Regions from separate parts of the Mus musculus genome. Here region 2 is linked to region 1. The links are chromatin contacts, called in public ChIA-PET maps. All regions are on one chromosome and are shown on one strand. Each heading gives the region's core, a stretch centred on a gene start, on an enhancer-like site or on the middle of the called end of the contact. The rest is flanking DNA. Distances are from core to core; before and after follow the strand shown.

Region 1 (2,559 bases), core at 27-2,526:
CAGTGTTAACAGTGTCACTGTGCTGTGCGGGGTTGGAGAGCCAGTGTGAGGAAGGAAAGTTAAATCACCCAATGTTAAGCCTGGAGGTGGTGGCCATGCCTTTAATCCCAGCACTTGGGAGGCTGAAGCAGGCACATCTCCGAGTTTGAGGTCAGCCTGTTGTACATAGCAATTTCCAGAACAACCCAGAGAAACCCTGTCTGGAAAAACCAAGCCAAACAAACAAACAAACACAAATAATCCAGTGTCAGACAAGGGTCAAAGGTGTCCAGGAATCAGAGCTGAAGCTAGATCCCTTGGCAGGACAGAATTAGCCAAGCAATGGGAACCAGGCATACATTTGTAAACCCATCCCTAGAAGTTGCAGCCAGAAGGCAGTGTGGAGCAGGTGCATCACCACCCAACCATCAGGTGCTGTGTCCAACCCTTCAGTGCCAACTTTCTCTCCCATTAGTGCCTCTGAATACATGCTGTGCCCTTCCTTCTGTCTCAGCAGACACCTGGGTTTGCTAATTTCTCACTTTCTCACCTGGTGTGCCCTCTCACATCAGAGTGATCAGAGAGATGTGACTCAGACAGAAAGCCAGAGCTCATATCTGAAGGGTGTACACTAGCTTGGTGGTAATGATGGCTGAACATACCATTCCAATGACCAGTTGCACTTAGCCCCAAGATACACACACTCTATGAGAGTTCTGGGGGAACCAAGTCACCAATGCCACCCCTAAATTATTGTCAGGACCTCCCTCTCTGAGACAGAAATTTTTGTCACCCATATTATTCCCATTCTCCTCTCCTTCCCTCTTTTTTTTTTCTTTCATCATTTCTCCTTCCTTGACTGTGCTAGTCATGGAGGAAATTGTTAAATATGCTTTGGATTTCAACTTGAGGACCAGCAACGTGGCTCATCAGTACGTAAAGTCCCTGGTCACCAAGCCTGATAACTTGAGCTTCATCCCTGGGGCCCATATAGTAAAAGTCCAGAACAAATTGACTCCCAAAAGTTGTTCTCTGACCCCAACACTGCACCATGACACACACACACACACACACACACACACACACACACACACACACACACACACACCTCCTTACCACTTACAAATTAATATGATTAATTTTAACTTGGTCTTTTTATTCCTAAGTGTGTGTAAGTTGCTGGTCCGTGGCTCAGCACAGACACCTATATTCTTGCCACTTCCCCCTCTCAGCACTGTGACACTCTACTGGAAACAATCCGGGAGGCAACACCCCCAAGCTTTGTCATTCTGTCACATCTAGCTGAGGACTCATATCTTCCATCCACCCAAACAACAGACGTTTTTCCGGTTCTCTTGTGAACACTGTGTTTTACCACCAACACTAATACATTTTGGTTGCAAGTTGGGTTGCCAGAGTTAGCAAAGAAAAACACAGCCACCCGGTTGTGTTTCTGCTTCAGATAAGCCAGGACAAAGCAGTACATGTCTCATGTAATATCTGGAACATACTTAGGATTTTTTTTAATGTCATTGTTTATTTGAATTTCAAGTTTGACTGGATGCCCTGTGTTTTTCCCTAGCACCAATAGCAGCAAAACACTGTTGTTATTGGTTTAGGTAACTGAGAAGCCTAGAGGCTGCACTGCCTTTAGCATAGCCAGATTTGGGAACCTAAAAGGTGTTACCAAGAACACAGTTTTCTCCTTTCCCTCCATTAAGTTGTCCTCTGCTAAGTCCCTACATTTTTAAGATAGGGTTTAGTACTTGTAGAGCAAGACAGCTCATGTTAGTTCATTTTTAGACAAGGCCTCAATATTTAGCTTAGGCTAGCCTGGAACCCCTGACATTCTCTTGCCTCTGCTTCGGACTCCTGAGTGCTGTCATTACAGCTGTGTGCCCCACACATGGTGAAACAGATAAATGTTAAAGGACAGTAATAGATGGATAGTTGTTTGTTTGTTTGTTTGTTTGTTTGTTTGTTTGTTTGTCTTGTAGTCAAAATATCTGAAGGGTAAAGGAAAATGGTAGAGAACTTTCAGGAAATTTCTTCCATTTTCATCCTTATGCTAAATAGACTTCATTTGTAAGTTTAACTTTAGTCTAAGAGAGGTAGTTAGGACCTATTTAAGACCAGTGATGAGCTTTTAAGAGAGTAGGTTTCAGCAAGAGATGTCAACGTTGTATAATGCTTTCTTTGTTGGAAAAAGCACTCGGTATAGAGGCATAACCTATGACTCATTCCTTCCCCCAGGCCTGGAGACCCCGTCTTGCAATGCTCATTGAGAATGTGGTCTAAGCTGGATGCCCAGATTTCTAAAATGCTGAGGTTGCCCTCAAGCAGTTCATGTCCCACTGGAATAAACAGATAGACACTTGTAAGATAGTGTGGCAGGGGCTGGAGAGGTGGCTCATTAGGTAAGACCACTGGCTACTGTTCCAGAAACCTAGGATCCATTTCCAGGACCTATGTGAGGGCTCACACCTCTGTAACTCTAGTCCCAGGGAATCTGACGCCCTCTTCTGGTTTCCTTGGGCACTGCATGTATATGGCACACAGATGTATGTAGGCATTTGCACA
Region 2 (2,559 bases), core at 31-2,530, 200 kb before region 1:
CTCCCAAGTGCTGGGATTAAAGGCATGGGGTGATGGAACACCTGCTTCTAACATCCCGCCCTTTTGTTTATTTTAAAAGGTAAGGAGATGGGGACGGGTGGTGGTAGAAACCACCGTCCTCTTTAGACTGTTTCCTGTTGTCTAGGGGCATTGGCATCTTGGAGGACCCAAGAAAGCTGGACCGTTGGCCAAGGCGTTTCTGTTCAGGCTCTGGGACCTTGGGGCTAGGGAAGTGCAGACTAGGTTGGATCACTTTGCAGTCTCTGAATGATTGGAAATCTGCTGGAACAGATATATATTAGAGATGGAAGGTAAAGGTGAAAAGTTCAGGGGATTGGGGAGGCAGAGGCAGGCGGATTTCTGAGTTCAAGGCCAGCCTGGTCTACAAAGTGAGTTCCAGGACAGCCAGGACTATACAGAGAAACCCTGTCTCAAAAGTTCAGGGGAAATTTTTTTTTTTTAGGTATATAGTTTGAAATGTTTAGCTCAATGATCCTGGTAGTTAGGGGAGAGGAGTCCCAAGACCAGTGAGAGCAGGGGTTGGGGGTGGGACTCTGATCCTCAGGGGTAGGTGGGTGGGGAACATGCGTTGATTGACAGTACTTATCTGGAGTCCATTTGACCTTGAGAGGTGGATTCGAGTTGATTCCACGAAGCTTACAAGGATTTTTTTTTTTAAGTTTACAAAAAAGAGATACAAGTTTTAGATCTGTTAACATTACCACTGTTGTACTGAAATCTGCATTGTAGAAAGAGCAGTGGACTCATGCTTTTGGGTCATAGTCGAAGCTTGGAGACCCAGAAATGATTCTGAGTTAAAAGCATGAACACTCTTTCCAGAGGGCTGGGCATATATATTGGACACAGATTTTTTTTTTTAGCACATTGAGAAGCAATAAGTCTATACTCAGAAAACAACCAAGGGGAATTTATGATCTTGAGTGGTGTGACTCTGATGGTAGCAGCCAGTGCTTACCAGAGCAGATTAATAGATTATCAGAACTCCATTTGTTCTGAACTTTTGAAGTTATCTTAGTGAGGGTTTCATTGCTTAGACACCACGACTAAGGCAACTCTTATAAAGGAAAACATTTAATCGGGAATGACTTGCAGGTTCAGAGGTTGAGTCCATTATCATCAAGGTAGGAAGCATGGCAGCATCCAGGCAGCCGTGGTGCTGGAGGAGCTGAGAGTTCCACATCTTGTTTCAAAGGCTGTCAGGAGACTGTCTTCCACACTGGGAGGAGCCTGAGCACAGGAGACCGCAAAGCCCTCCCCCACAGTGATACACTTTCTCCAACAAGGCCACACCTCCTAACAATGCCACTTCCTGTGTACCAAGCACATTCAAGCCAGAAGAATATTGTTATATTTTTCACATAACAATAGCGTAGGGCTGGAGAGATGGCTCAGCGATTAAGAGCACTGAGTGGTGTGACTGCTCTTCCAGAAGTCCTGACTCCAATTCCCAGCAACCACATGTTGGCTCACCGCCACCTGTAATGGGGATCTGATGTCCTCTTCTGATGTCTGAAGACAGTGACAGTGCGCTCACATACATGAAATAAATCTTTTAAAAAAATAGCATAGAGAAGGGGAAAGCTAGAAACATTTTCCATTTTTAAATATACTTTAAATCATTTCAGTAGGACCTTTACAATCTACACACCTTAAAACACTTTCTTAGACCTTTATAACTTGCATTTACAGATGCTAAAATACTTTTTAAACCGTTACAACCTACTTCACTTTCATATCCTTAGACCTTACATAAACTTTATTTACACTTTTTTTATATCCAGTCATTTACCATAGTTGATTACTGTAAGAAAGCAGTCATTGTAAGGCAAGTTCCTTTATGTAAAATGAATTTGTAATTCTAGCTAGCCCGTATAAAAGATACACAAACACACTATTTTATTTACAAGTCATACGCCTGGACAGGTTTGGAGCTATTTTTAATTATTCCCCAACTATAAAGTCCCTTATCCCTTGTCACTTGCCTTGGACTCATGGTCCATCTTTTTTCACTGTGGCTTCCTCCAGCTCAGTCTCCTCTTCTCCTCCCTCTACCTGCATCCCCCTCACTCCATCCTCAAGTCCTTCTTACCTTTCTCCTTACACGGCCCAATCACAGGGTCCAGCCCTCTATTGACCAGGTAAATAGGGGAGCAAGGTTTACACAGCATCACTAGGTGTGATGAGGATCTATCTGCACATGAGCAGTCACCTCATCCCGAGAGCCAGTATTTAGCATTAGAATACAAGCAGCATCAGGCCAACTCACTACACCTTTAAATAGTGAAATAGTAAAAAGTTACTTTGAAACTAGCTTTGTCCACTTAACTCCTTTCAGAGTCTGATAACAAGGCACACAATGCCTTTCTGCTGGAGACCTAGTAGTGGTTCTCCAGTGAGGCCGGAGAACTAAGAAGGCAGCTGAAGTCTTAGCTGATGTTAAACTGCCAAAGCTGGTAACTACCTAGTCCTCGACACCATCAGAGAGCTGAGAAGAGTAAAGGCCGCCCGAGCAAGCAGGAAGTTCAGACCAAGCAGCTC

What was found. ChIA-PET counts read pairs in DNA pulled down with a chosen protein or histone mark.
Region 2: an RNA polymerase II ChIA-PET map of effector CD8 T cells shows a contact between it and region 1, with 8 read pairs. The contact joins two enhancer-like sites. A contact is called at or near these places in 1 of 39 promoter capture datasets (stem cell-derived epiblast-like cells), 2 of 484 Hi-C or Micro-C datasets (embryonic stem cells and myeloid progenitors), 2 of 115 datasets of contacts at active chromatin or transcription factors (effector CD8 T cells and embryonic limb bud) and 2 of 9 other capture datasets (embryonic stem cells and pancreatic islet).

Annotation. Positions count from the first base shown.
Region 1 is chr15:36,362,993-36,365,551 of GRCm38.p6, reverse strand. The region is part of intron 1 of Gm33936 (a long non-coding RNA gene); the gene reads left to right. Among named protein-coding and RNA genes, the nearest start is that of Gm33936, 4.3 kb to the left of the region's middle. Within about 2 kb of position 1,276, at least 35 of the 459 cell types and tissues checked have an H3K27ac peak or open chromatin away from gene starts, as enhancers often do. A contact at or near this core is called in effector CD8 T cells, where this site is marked.
Region 2 is chr15:36,564,477-36,567,035 of GRCm38.p6, reverse strand. No RefSeq gene overlaps it. Among named protein-coding and RNA genes, the nearest start is that of Snx31, 10 kb to the right of the region's middle. Within about 2 kb of position 1,280, at least 37 of the 459 cell types and tissues checked have an H3K27ac peak or open chromatin away from gene starts, as enhancers often do. A contact at or near this core is called in effector CD8 T cells, where this site is marked.